Regions from separate parts of the Mus musculus genome. Here region 2 is linked to region 1. The links are chromatin contacts, called in public promoter capture Hi-C maps. All regions are on one chromosome and are shown on one strand. Each heading gives the region's core, a stretch centred on a gene start, on an enhancer-like site or on the middle of the called end of the contact. The rest is flanking DNA. Distances are from core to core; before and after follow the strand shown. Region 1 holds the start of Acot4 (acyl-CoA thioesterase 4). Region 2 holds the start of D030025P21Rik (RIKEN cDNA D030025P21 gene).

What was found. Promoter capture Hi-C pulls out the DNA fragments that hold promoters and counts their contacts.
Region 2: a contact with region 1 is called in a promoter capture Hi-C map of pre-B cells, with 2.1 times the contacts expected there. The contact joins the promoter of D030025P21Rik here to the promoter of Acot4 in region 1.

The regions. Positions count from the first base shown.
Region 1 is chr12:84,032,995-84,040,483 of GRCm38.p6, reverse strand. Acot4 (acyl-CoA thioesterase 4) reads right to left here and starts at 2,105. Exons shown (of 3, transcript NM_134247.3): 1 at 1,517-2,105. The coding sequence starts at 1,973. All of the region lies in intron 1 of Gm40474 (a long non-coding RNA gene), which reads left to right.
Region 2 is chr12:84,871,264-84,878,105 of GRCm38.p6, reverse strand. D030025P21Rik (RIKEN cDNA D030025P21 gene) reads right to left here and starts at 2,304. Exons shown (of 1, transcript NR_028577.1): 1 at 1-2,304. Ltbp2 (latent transforming growth factor beta binding protein 2) reads left to right here and starts at 1,615. Exons shown (of 36, transcript NM_001370743.1): 1 at 1,615-2,350. The coding sequence starts at 1,875.

The DNA of each region.
Region 1 (7,489 bases), core at 856-3,355:
TGAGGTTTATTAGGGGCTAGGAACGTAACAGGTGGTTAGCCGTAGCTCCCAGTTAGGCGTGAGAAAAGAAAGGGTTTATTAAAAGGAAATTACTAATCAGGCAGATGGCCGCAGTTAAAAACTGCATCATGCGGGAGGAAAATGTCCCAAAAAGCAGAGAGAAATTTCAGGGGTGCCCTGCTTTGTTCTCTCTGGGCTTTACAGCAGAAGTACTCTGCCCCTTTTGTGTCTTTGTCTAATGTCTGGTGCACCAATCTGTTCATTTGTTCAATTTCATGTATGTTCGTGTCCAGTCTGAATGAATGAATGTTCTATGTTTTATGTTGGATAATAAAGATGGCTAAAAAAAAAAAAACTTTATCTGCAAAGCCGAGAGCGGCCACATGCTTCAACCAGGAAACAGGCACACGGCAAGAGGGCCCCTGCTGGAAAAGCTGTTCCTTATAGGAAAAAAGGAGAGTCTACAGCCTCTTAGTTTTGGGGTAAAAAAGCTGATAAACTTTTTTTTTTTCTTAGAGGGTTCTCTACATTCGTGATTAATGTGTTTGGCAAATGATAAAGTACTTTTTATTCTATGATTATAGCTAGAAAAATTAATGTTCTCTGATTGGTCTAAATGTAACTGCTTCCTTTGTTTTTTTTTTTTTTTAATTGGTAATATGCTCTGAGTGTTTTCACAATCAGCTCATAAGTTATTAGTTAAGATTAATAGTTGTTACATTGGTAACAGATGGTTAGCCTTAAAATTGATAACTCAAGTTTAAAGTCCTTCCAACACGTGGCATAAGGCAGGCCAAGAGGCTGGGTCTCTAAAGATACTTCTAGTTGAGATAATAATTAATGTGATTCTTATCCTAGAAAGTAGAATTAAAGATAAAATTTTAAGTAATGTCTCTTTAATAAAACATTAAAGCTTGCATGTATTCATAGGTATTAATTGGCAGCCAAACTTTGTAATATGATGGTAATGCTTCTAATATTAATTCTATAAGTAATAAATTGTTTTAAAATTGGGTTTTACTTTTCCAAAGTTAATGGCAGAACGCTTGTGAGTGCTCTTAACCACTAAGCCCCCATAAGGTTAAATTCAAAAACAATAAGAACAAAGCCAATTTATGCTAATCTGGATGTACTATGGCTTTAACCCTTGAGGTTGTGTGTGTGTGTGTATGTGTGTGTGTGTGTTTGTATGTACTGACTAGGGGTGGGGGTGGAGTGGGGAGAAGGGGCTGCGTGTGTCAAGGACAATGTGGCAGTTTCCTCTGTCTCATTTTTCCTAACCTCGTATTGCAACAAAGTTCAGTTGTGTTTTTCATCAGCTGGATAACACTATCTTTTGGGGATAGACAGAGATTAAATGAGATAATGCAAGCAAAGGGCACTTGCTAATGTATGAAAATCCCCCAACCTGTTTGAGTGACCACTGAAATGGCCAATAGCACCTTCCTAGGAAACCCTAACCCCACCCCTAGACTCAGCCCTTGGCGCGCTCCCACCTCTCAACCACCCAACTCACCTGGGGGCAGGAAGAGCGTGGCGCGCACCCGGCCCTCGCGCACGGGCACGCGCCGCACCCCGGGAGCCATGAAGTGACGCTCGTGCACCGTCCGCGCCAGCCGCCGCCCGCCATCGGGCTCGTGTCCGTCCAGCACCTCCAGCTCCACCAAGAAGGGCGTCTGCACGTCGCGCTTGATCAGGCGCCAGAAAGGCCGATCGGGCTCCATGGCCCAGAGCAGCCCCATGGGCTCGAGCCCCGAGAAGCTGCCGCCCAGCGCGGGCACGCGCGCCAGGTCCAGCTCGCCGTGGGAGTCCGCGCGGTAGCGCGCGTGGGCTCGGAAGAGCGCGCCCTTCTCGTCGCGCAGGACAGAGCGCAGCGTGACGGGCTGCTCGGGGGCCAGGCCGCGCACGGCGATGCTCAGCGGCTCGTCCCAGCAGCTGCGGCCCGTGGGCTCCACGCTCAGTGTCGCTGCCATTAGGAGCTGGAGGCCTCGGGGAGCGCCACGCGAGTCCGGAGCGGAGCCTGGCCTGCTGTGGAGCCGACCTAGTGCGTCTCTAGGACCCAGACAAGAGAGGAACCATGATCTGTCAGCAATTTGGGCACAGACCGGCCAAAGGTCATGCTTCGGGGCTGAGCCAGGTTATAGGATTCTGCTTCTCGCCACTCCCACGTGGTGTTGTGAAAGTGATTGGTGATGACACACCAAGTGAATGAATCAAGGCAAAGTACGATCCTTCCGTGGATTCAGCAGCTTTATAAAAATACAAAACGGAACCAAGAGCAAGAACTTTGTAATAAATTACAACTTTATACCACTTTAGTCTTAAGATACTCAGCTTACAAAAACTTCCCTGGATGCTACAGCTCCCAGCACAGAAACTAGAATGCACAGTTAAATTGAGAAAGGCAACTGTGTTAAGTTAGGGTTCTCTAAATATGAACATAGCGAACAGGATGGAGACATGCGCAGACAGAGACACGAAGACGTCCCTTCTCCCGTGTCCTTTTGTGTGGCCCAGATTTAGGGCCAAATGATCTGGATTTAGGGCCAAATGATCTGGACTTAGGGTGAGTCTCCCACCTCAAAATAATCCAACCAAGAAAAATCCTTCACAGGCAATCCCAGCTGCTTGGGGTTTAGTTGACTCCAGATGTGGTTAAATTGACAGCCAAGATTAATTAGTGGGCAACATCCTCTCCTGGCCCCAAAGCCCAGATTCAATGAGATGCAAATGGCTCTCTGGTACAGGATGAAGAGGCCACAGAGGTGGTTGCTCGACCCCGTTTTACTAGGGGTGCTATTAAGGGCGGCTTGAACGTTCTAGGGGCCGAGCAGGTGTCAAGGGTGCCATAGAAAGTTCTCTGAGAAGTTGGCTTCATCCAAGGTCCAGTGTTGTCCAATGGGCTGATAAAATGGTGCAGGGAGTGGCTCAGCAGGTAAGAGCACTGACTGCTCTTCTGAAAGTCCTGAGTTCAAATCCCAGCAACCACATGGTGGCTCGCAACCATCCGTAATGAGAACCGATGCCCTCTTCTGCTGCGTTTGAAGACAGCTACAGTGTACTTACGTATAATAATAAATAAATCTTTCGTTCAGAGTGAGCAGGGACTGAGTGAGTATAGTTGTCCAGAGCGAGCAGAGGTCTTTAAATTCAATTCCCAACAACCACATGAAGGCTCACAACCATCTGTACAGCTACAGTGTACTCACATACATAAAATAAATCTTTTTTAGAAATGGTGCAGCCTAAGATGCAGATATATGAGTGCTTGTGGAGCCATCTGGCTGGGGTTTAGGATGCTGTTGGCATGCCACTAGATACACATAAGGCAGGCGTTCAAACTGAACCTTCCAGAAGGAAGAGTGCAAAGGTGAGGAAGGCCCTGACTGCCAACTGAGGCGATGTTCTGTCCCTTGGTCAACGTAAAGTAAAATATGAGCAGGGACTTTGTGAATTATATTGCTAAGAAGGTTGTTATCAGCAATTTTAACATGATGTTTAAATGACAATTTTTTCAAAAGGAGAGGTGCTGATTTCACTTTATTGTTATATGTCCACAGCCCAGAATCGGGACAAGAAGAATTTTTCTGTGGAACAGTTACATGCTTTCAAGTCAGGTTTTCTTCCCTACAGCTTCCTTGTATATTAGATATAGCAGTAGTTACATCATAGTGTTTTGAGAACTGGATGTACCAGGAATAGAGTAAATATCACATAAATGGTAGCTATAATTTTCATAAAACTTCATAATCTAATATCTTAGCTATTTTTTAAGCTTAAAATTAAAACTTTTTTAAAATATTTTTTTATTACGTATTTTCCTCAATTACATTTCCAATGCTATCCCAAAAGTCCCCCACACTCCCCTACCCACCCATTCCCACCTTTTTGGCCCTGGCGTTCCCCTGTACTGGGGCATATAAAGTTTACCTGTCCAATGGGCCTCTCTTTCCAGTGATGGCCGACTAGGCCATCTTTTGATACATATGCAGCTAGAGTCAAGAGCTCCGGGGTACTGGTTAGTTCATAATGTTGTTGCACCTACAGGGTTGCAGATCTCTTTAGCTCCTTGAGTACTTTCTCTAGCTCCTCCATTGGGGACCCTGTGATCTATCCAATAGCTGACTGTGAGCATCCACTTCTGTGTTTGCTAGGCCCCGGCCTAGTCTCACAAAAGACAGCTATATCAGGGTCCTTTCAGCAAACGCTTGCTAGTGTATGCAATGGTATCATCGTTTGGAGGCTAATTATGGGATGGATCCCTGGATATGGCAGTCTCTAGATGGTCCATCCTTTTGTCTCAGCTCCAAACTTTGTCTCTGTAACTCCTTCCATGGGTGATTGTTTCCAATTCTAAGAAGGGGCAAAGTGTCCACACTTTGGTCTTCGTTCTTCTTCAGATATCTTAGCTATTTTAATGCACGTATTTGCAATTATTTCTCAGGAAGAATAGCTAGCTGTTATAAAGAATTAGTGGCTTGGATATGTTGGCAGCTAATAAGCAGCCATTCTGGGGTTCCAACCTAAATGATTTACGATTGTCATCATCATTAAATCCTCCTCATCATATCTAATGAGCATATATCATCCTTATAAAAGCCCAGCCACCCATGAGTGTGTGCAAGAAGGCAAGCAGTGTGACCTCAAACTTCCTTAGCTGTGCCTATGTGCGCCCTTCTCAGCTATCTCTTCATCAACCTGAATTTTTGTCATAGTGACCAAAAGGAAAGAACAGATTTGATACAAAGCAAATGAGAGAGGATAGGTGCCTCACTTTGATTTCCAAGCTGGCAAAGAGTTATCAATATGTTGTCCCTTACTTTCTTCACAGGCACCACAGCCAGTACCATAAATGTTCACGTAATGGCGGATTTATGCTTATTTAATCATTCTTAGGAGAATGAATTCTCCCTCTTATAAATGTAAATCGTATATATTGCAAAGCAAATAAATAAATAGGAGTTTTGATAGCTTCTTTCCCAAAGTTCTAGAAAGTGATGTCTCTTGTTTTACATTGCAGGAGTTATCCTCCCCCTGGTCTGCCCTCAACATGATAGTCAAGAAAGCTCTAAACTTCTTGTATGTTTGCTGAACTAATATAAGGAAAAGTGGTGAAGTTAGAAAGGAGAATGACAGTGGTGTGGGATGGTAGAGAAAGGGCAGAGCATCAGGGAAGTGGGAAAGTCTATTCTGTTGCATCAATCAAGCATGCAGGGAAGAAAGATGTTAATTTACAAAACCGAACTGTATGTATACTCAAAGCAAAGACATTTCATTTTGTTTCTATTTTCCTGTTTGTTTGTTTTTTTCCCATGAGGACCTGATTTATTTGTGCTGTCATAGAATTCATTTGTGGCTTTATTTTTCACATGATTTGATTTTATGCACTTTGTTGTTTAAGGTTTCCAACAAGACAGTCTTTTGGGGAGGCTTGGGCACCACATCTTTTTGTTTATTTGAACCCTAATTCTACACTGGGGTGCACCATCCTGTTTGGAAGCACATCTACTTAATTAACAAACAGAAGACCTGCCATCATCTGCCACCTTCCTTTAACAAAAAAGTATAATTTTGTCTAGCTTTTTTGTCTAGCTTCTGTTGAAGGAGATCTGCAGTTTCCTGCAGCCCATGCCATAGGTTTGATCTGATGTGCCTGGGGTGGTATTTCCACTTCATGACCGATGCTAGCATAAAGGATGCACAACAAATGACTTTTATTTCTACTTTGTCACTCTTCCTTGATCCTTATTATCTAAATTGAGGAAGCTACCCAATAACTGAAAATGAAGAATGAGTCAAAGCTCCCACCTTAATGACTCTAGCTAGGAGTGAGCCACCTTCTTTTGTATTTCTTTCTCTCTCTCTCTCTCTCTCTCTCTCTCTCTCTCTCTTTGTTTGTTTGTTTTGTTTTGTTTTTTTTGAGACAGGGTTTCTCTGTATAGCCTTGGCTGTCCTGGAACATATTTCTTTCTCTTTATCACACTTGGCAACTGGGTCTTAGTCTGAAAAGGCACATTGATGACTTGTGCTTCTCAGGTTATTTGCAGTGCACTGGGGAGAAGAGCAGATGGTTTATGTAATCTAGAAATCCAGACGTTTATCTCTCTTACCCAACAGATCATTAATCTAGAGTTTCAAAACCACAGCTGAGCACTGAGGGACTTTGCCTTCAGAGACTGGAATTTATTAGGGTTCTTACATCCGTAAACTTAAAAAAAAAAAAAAAAAAAAGGAAGTCAAGAAAAAGAAAGAGAAATTCATCTCTTACTATGTCAAAGAACTCTGGTAATATCTGATGATGAGATAAGGTCATGACATAGAACTCGCTCTGTCTCAGACACTCGAAGACAAGCACAAGGAGATATCATTTGGACAGGCCTGCTTTCCTTAGAGGCAGGAGTATATTCAGGTGTTGGAATTTTTAGCAGAATGGTGGACAGAAGAAATTGAAATAGCCATTTTGGTCAAGTCATTTTTCCAGAAATCTGGAATGGTAAAAACACTATATGACGCTAATGTTGACAATATGGCATTAAGTGTATTATTCAACACAAAGTAGGAAAAATGTAAGGGAGAAGGCCAAAGTAGGAGTTTCTATTTCATGAGCCACAACCATGTTAGTCAAGGCTCTACCACTGAGCTACCCCAGACCCCACACTTAGGTTTTAAGGGAGATGTAAGAATCAGGTTTGCCTGTCTGTGACAAACCACCTGAGCTACCCAGCTTATTACTACAAGAAAGAAAGGCTTCTCTTAGCTCCTGGCTTCAGAGATACCAATCTACAGCAGCTCGGCTTTACTGCCCTGGGTCTGTGGTCAGACAGAACACCATTGCAGGACACCTGTGGCAGAGCAGAGCTGCCCCCTTCCTGGCAGCTGGAAGCAGAGGGGGAGGGGTGAAATCTCCTTCAAGGGCATGCTCCCTGTGGTCTGAACCTCTTCCATCAGGCCCTACCTCCTAAGGTCATATGACCTCCCAGTAGTGCCACAGACTGGAAACCAAGTGTTTAGCATGTAGCCTTTGGAGGACTTTTGAGAGTCAAACAATAGTACAGGGCTGGAGACACAGCTCAGTGGTTGAGAGCATTGGTGGTTCTTGCAGAGGACCCGGGATGGAGTTCCAGGCATCCACAGGGTGGTGGCTCATAATCATTGTAACTCCAGTTCCAGGGGATCTGACCTTCCTTCTGACCTCCCAAAACACCATGCTTGCATGTGGTGCACATACATACACACAGGCAGAACAGTCACAAAATAAAATACATAAACAAAATGGAAGGCACCGTCTTCAAGACAACCACTGCCAGTCTGGGTATAAAAGTCTCATCATTATCGTGATGGGACAGATCCCTGTTGACTCTTTCCCTGATCTTTAAGTCACCTAGTTGGGTCCTTGCCAAGACCTTTGCCTCTGATGCAGCTGATACAGAGGTTAAGAGAGTAAATGTTTCATGGACCATTGATTACTTATGTAATTTTATTGGCTAGC
Region 2 (6,842 bases), core at 1,055-3,554, 840 kb before region 1:
TTTAAAAGAGGAGGGAAGAACTGGGAGGTGGCACCGTATGCCTTTAATCCCAGTACTCAGGGGACAGACAAATCTCTGAGCTGAAGGCCATCCTGTCTTACAAAGGAGACAGCCAGAGCTAAACAGAGAAACTCTGTCTTGAGAAAAACCAAAACCAAAGAATAACAACAAAAACCAAACCAACCCAAGACAACAACAAAGCCCCAGGAAATGATTTCCCCTTGTAAGTGGGCAAGCTTGGGTATTTCCTCACAGGAATGGGAAGCGGAAGAACACACATGGCCACTGTAGGGGCCGATGTTTGCTCTGTGAGGTGAAATGAAGAGGTAGTCCTGAAGACCTCTTGGAGATGAATACTCTAGGTAGAGAGATGAGCCGTCACAATGCATCAAACATTTGCCAAGCAGAGACTGTGAGGGTACTGTGTAATGAATACCGAGCAGGAGTAAGTTCAGATCGGTCAGAAAACCAGCCGGGCAGGGAGGACTCCGTAGGCCAGTGTCAAATATTGAGACTTTCTAATCCAGTTAGGTATTACTTAGGATTCTGGGAAGGGAGGGGCTGGTATGGGAAGTTGTAATTGGTGCCTTTACAGGCTCTTTTATCCTGTCTGCTTAGGAGCCAGTAGGCTGTGAAAACACTTTCAGGAAAACCATATATGCCTAGCCTTTTAGGCTTTGGGGCATGGGACACAGGGAAGAAGGTTAATTTAGGTGGGAGGCAACGGACATCCCTGTCCCCTTCAATACAAGAAGGTGTGAGAACCCGGCCCAGCAGGGCTCAAAGGCTCATGCAGCCCCTTGGGGAAATTCTCCAAGGAATGAGGGGCGGTGGTAGGAGTTCAAAGAGTGGACTGTGGGCCAGAGGCCACTAGCCTGGGTTTTATTTCCATCTTTAGCAATACTCTCCTTTAGTCACCTTATTCAAGAGGCTCCATGCCTACCTTTGTAAAAAGAGAACAACTCTTCCAGCGGGCATCCACCATCACCATAGGCCCAGGTCAAGGCTTGGCGCCACAGGAAGCAGATTAAGATCTAGGCTCTAAGCAGGTTGGCAGAGTGTGTCGCTACAAAACACGGTGGCCAAGGGTGTGACCAGCTCCACCAGGGGGCGCGCGCCCCAAGTTGCCCTTCCCCATAGGCAACCGGCTCTTGGGAGCTGCCCCAGGGACACCTGCATTCTCGCCTAGCGCCCCCAGCGGTCAGAGGTGGAAGCAACGAGACCAGGCGCGCATGCCTCGGGCTCGGTCCCCATTACTCCGGTCTGGGTACCTTCCCCAGCTTCCTTCAGGCCCGAGAAGCAGTTCATCTGGGTCCGTGAGGTCAGGAACAGAAAATACATCCAGGACAGGTGGACAACTTGAGTTTGCCCAGGACAGGAAAAAGGCAGCTCAGGTGCGCTGGTCCAGGCAGACGCCATCTGTCTTTCCAGTCCCCGGGTCTGCCCTGTCGCCCGCAGCTCCTCACGGGTTAATCCCCTCGCCGCCCGCTCGCTTCTCGGTGCCAAAGAGGGTGTTGCTGGAATTCTTGTCTCCCGTAATAAGGGGGCCGAGCTGTCCCTCCAAGGAGGGGGGCATGGCGTGGATAAAAGAGGCGAAAAAGCAGGGGGCGGTTTCCAAAAATAAAACCCTTCGGTTCCCCTTCAGACGGCGGCAGTGCGGGAGCGAAGGTGCGGCAGGCTCGGGCTCGGTGCGCAGCCCGGGCAGCTCACGCCATACAGCCCTTACCTAGGAACCCCTGGACCCCCAAACGGCTGTTTCAGAGGTCCCCTAGACGGGAAGGGGCAAGTCGCCAGGCGGGTCTGTGGAGCGAACGATGGAAAGCACCTCCCCGCGAGGTCTCCGGTGCCCACAGCTCTGCAGCCACTCTGGCGCCATGAGAGCGCCGACCACCGCTCGCTGCTCCGGATGCATCCGACGGGTGCGTTGGAGGGGCTTCCTGCCACTTGTCCTGGCTGTCTTGATGGGGACAAGTCATGCCCAACGGGATTCCATAGGGAGATACGAACCAGCTAGCAGGGATGCGAATCGGTTGTGGCACCCCGTGGGCAGCCACCCCGCAGCGGCTGCAGCCAAGGTGTACAGTCTGTTCCGAGAGCCTGACGCGCCGGTCCCCGGCTTGTCGCCCTCTGAGTGGAACCAGCCGGCCCAGGGGAACCCTGGGAGGCTCGCAGAGGCCGAGGCCAGGAGGCCACCCCGAACCCAGCAGCTGCGTCGAGTCCAGCCACCTGTCCAGACTCGGAGAAGCCATCCCCGGGGCCAGCAGCAGATAGCAGCCAGGGCTGCACCTTCTGTCGCGCGCCTGGAAACCCCTCAGCGACCCGCGGCTGCACGGCGAGGGCGGCTCACCGGGTGAGCACTGAAGAGGGGATAGGGCTGGGGGCGGGGTGGAGCAAAGGGATGCGGGTATCCCGGACAGTTACGCCTTCAGTGGAGTGCGGGTCCTGTCCCTTTGTCCTCAGTAACTACTAGAGAAACCGCTCCGAGGTTCCGAAACCGGGGCTCGGACCAGCTTTCAAAAAGTTATTTTGGGGAAAATAAATCTACTATCTGTTCCCTTGGACACCAGTTCTCCCAGAACCCCGACGTTAAGCTCGTGTGCGTTTCTCACTCATTCTGTGCTGGGCTAACGAGCTGCAGTGGCTGGGTGGGCGCTCTGGGTTCTTGAGGCCCAGAGAAGGATAAACTGGCTCCGGGCGCCAGTAGGTGGAGGATCTGGGCGGGGGGGGGGGGGGGGGAGTGGGGACATCAGGGCGCGAAGACAGACGCATCTCCAGGAACGGGCTGACAGCGAAGCAGGCGCGCCAAGACAAGTGTATAGTCCGGGCTCAGGTCTGCTGGGACACGCAGAGGACTTAGGCAAGGGTTTAGGAGCTCTGTGAAAGAGAAGGCTGCCCTGACCTGTGCGAGGGACTGGGTCTGTGTTCCAGGAAGTCTAGATGTCAGCGTTGTTTGCACATTTTGAAAAGCCACGCCTCGCTCCAACTCTTCAACTTATTATTTTGCACCACTCGCTGCGGGTTCTGGACTCTGTTATCACAGGAGGTCCCCTCCCCGCCCCAACAACGCCTTGCCCAGGATTTAATGAGTTGGGGACCTCTCCTGAGTACCCAGGTGTCTCTGGAGTGAAGGCACAGGAGCCTGGCAATGCCAGACTGGGCAAGGTGCAATTGATTAGTCTAGGAGGGGCTTTGGCAGCCCTTGGCCTGAGCCTGGTTTATCTGTCCGTTGTAGTTCCAGGTAGCATTCCCGTTGCTTGTACGCCTAGTCCCACTACAGAGGATCTTCTGCCTCCTGCTCTGCACACATACTCTTCTCTTGCCTGCAACGGTCTTCTGTATCTTAGCAAAGTTCACCGTGTCTCATCCCTTCTGTGCCCTCATCCAGCTTTATGCTTTCTTATAGCATTTATTCCCCCCTCACGTATTTCTATTTCTATGTATGTGTTCAAACTTATACAAGTTCTGCTTAAGCAGGGTTTTGTTAGCTTTCATGTTCCCAGCAGATCAGTGCCTGCACGTAGCTGGCCCTCTCTGCGTCTAAATGAATTCCCTACTAACCTTTGGAGGCCTAGCCTAAAGTCTGCAGGGCATAGAGCTGAGTGCTGCCAAGTGGCTCCAGCGTAAGACCATTCAAGGAGAGTTAGCAGGACACCTGCCCCGTTTCAGCTTTCCCCTCTATTCTGACTTGTGCAGGCAACTGCATGATTACATGTGCTGAGCATGGGAGAGGGCTCGGGGACCCACAGAATACAAAACCTGCTGGAGGGCAAGCCAATGTCTTAAAATCAAGTTGGAGGCACGAGCAGTATGTGCTGGTGAATGTGTTTCTAAAAGCACAGGACAATTCTGTCAAGGGCAATGGAGCAGTACAATATAGTGAAGATGGTCAGGGAAGAGACACTGACCTGGGGCCCTAGAGCATAGACGAGGAAGGAGAGGGCCAGAGTGGCACATCTGGAGATGAGGCTGCCATGCAGGCTTAACTCAGAACTAGGGCTTTTCACCATAAGCTTTTGCCCCTGGTATAGGGGAGCCGGGGGCTGAGGCTGAGATGAAGTCTGGCTGTCATAGGGAGGGGATGGTTATGCTGCAGGCTTGTGTGTGCTTGTGTGTGTGTGTGTGTGTGTGTGTGTGTGTGTGTGTGTGTGTGTGCGCGCGCATGCATGCGCATTGCAAGGTGCTGTTAGAAGTCAGAAAGTGAAGCAAAGCAGACTGTCACTAGGACAAAGCTGACAGCAATGACCAGGTGTGAAGTTATGGGCACCTGCTAGATACACAGATGTATACCTGTGCTGGAGTTGGAGCCTCAGTTTTGTCTCCTGAAGCTTTGGTAGATAGATGTTGAGTTCTTCTGTCATCCCATTCATCTCTTGGGAAGGGGTCCCAAGACAAAATTATTCCTTAACTTCCTCAATCCAGGTCGATTCTGGCCGTCGTGTGCAGGTCAGATCTAGGGATCAAGTGCCATCTGCTGGTAGAATGTAGAACTACAGTTGCTAATTGAGGTTTTTTTTTGTTTTTGGTTTTGGTTTGAGTTTTTTTTTTGGTTTTGTGTGTGTGTGTGTGTGTGTGTGTGTGTGTGTGTGTGTTGTTCTGTTCTGTTTTGTGGAACCCCTTTAATATGCACTATTATGAAAACCCTGGGAATATAGCAGTAGATAAAATAGACAAACTGCCAGGTGGTGGTGATGCACGCCTTTAATCTCAGCATTCTGAAGGCAGAGGCAGGCAGATCTCTGAGTTTTAGAGTAGTCTGGTCTACAGAGCCAGTTCTATGATACCGAGAGCTACACAGAGAAACCCTGTCTGGAAAAACAAAAACAGTAACAGCAACAAAACCAAAAGAAAGAGAGAAAGAGAGAAAGAAAGAGAGAAAGAGAGAGAGAAAGAGAGAAAGAAAGAAGAGAGAAAGAAAGAAAGAAAGAAAGAAGGAAGGAAAGAGACACAAAAATCTTTTCCTTATGGAATTGTTAATGTACTGGAGATGAAAAAAAATACATGTGTCAGACATTGTGCTAAATGTCTGAGGGGCAGTCGTGAGCCGTGTAGCTGTGTACTACAATCTACAGGGGACTTATTGATTCCAGTACTGTCTTAGTCAGGGTTTCTGTTCCTGGACAAAACATCATGACCAAGAAGCAAGTTGGGGAGGAAAGGATTTATTCAGCTTACACTTCCACACTGCTGTTCACCACCAAGGAAGTCAGGACTGGAACTCAAGCAGGGCATGAAGCAGGAGCTGATGCAGAGGCCATGGAGGGATGTTCTTTACTGGCTTGCTTCCTTCCCCTGGCTTGCTCAGCCTGCTCTCTTATAGGACCCAAGACTACCAGCCCAGAGATGGTCCCACCCACAAGGGGTCCTTCCCTCTTGATCACTAATTGAGAAAATGCCTTACAGTTGGATCTCATGGAGGCATTTCCTCAACTGAAGCTCCTTTCTCTGTGATAACTCCAGCTGTGTCAAGTTGACACAAAACTAGTCAGTACAAGTACTTAGTGTTTCTTGACCATCTTAATATTTTGTTCATATTCTCTTGTTCTCGCTCCTTCCACCAAGTGGGTTCCAGGGATTGAACTCAGCTGGAAGGCTTGGCCAGTGCTTTTGTCTGATGAGCCACCTTGCCAGCTTCTTCTCTTTGTCAATACATCATTACAGTAACAGGACTCCGTGTTATATCTTTTGATGTAAATTATGAAACTATGCATGAATACCAAAAGGCATTGGAGATAGCAGGGCTCACAAGTTAGTTTACTTTCATTTTTTTCTTCTCTCACATATTACAGCCCAACTGCAATTCCCCTTCCTCTCCCTCTGCCAGTCCCTCTAACCCCAGGTCCTCTTCATTTTCTTTCAGAAAAGGGCAGACTTCCCATGCATACCAGCCCAACTTGGCATATCATATCAAAGTTGCAATAAGACTAGAGTTGAGATTTCTTCTTTAAGTTTGCCTCCCCTTTTCCCTAGCCAACCATCACTTGGATTTAAATATTTCCAACATGTATTTTATGCTATTGCAACAGATGCAAATATCCATAAAATATACAATGTTGTCTTTCATATCTTAAACTTAGACAAGGGGTAGCATATTGCATTTCCTTACAGTGTTTTCCCTTCCTTATTAGGAATTTGAGATTTAACTATGAACATATACAACTCAAGTTTATTCGTTTTAACTGGTGTATATTGTTCCTTTGTCTAAATATCCCACAGTTTATTTATCCATCCTCCTCTTTCTGGATGTCTTACATTTTTTTATCATTATGAACAAAAACCTGACTCATTCTCCTGCATAAATAAATCCATAATTAAAAGGAAACTTTGCATCATTATTGCTAGTTAAAAGTAGTACAAGGAGAGCAAGGAAATGTAAGGAATTTTGAAATTAAAAAAGAAGTTTTTCAGTTCTGGTCAGCTGCCACCCATTGTCTTGGAAGCTGAACTTCGTGCCCTGTGCATGAAGTATGGAGAAACCAACTGGGTGTGTCCAGTGGCAGGACCCAGCCTCAGACGGAGACCTGCTCACTAGCCTACGTAGATGAGGAAAACTATGGGATGTGAAATCCTTGCCATGCGAGTCAGTAGTGCTGAGGTGTAAACCTAACATCCCTTTCCTACCTTTGGCAATGCTCAGCCCACTTCCAAGGGAGCCCTGGGCTGGACATATAGAAGGAGCATCGAATAGGTACCATACTTAACGGCACCTTGTTAGCCTACAGAGGCAACGAGAAAAAGAAAAGAACATTCAAGATACTCAAGACAGAGGTAGACTGCAGTGGCATGAGCCACCACTACTAAATGATGTGTGAGTGTGACAATGAGTGTGTGTGTGGGGGAGGGGT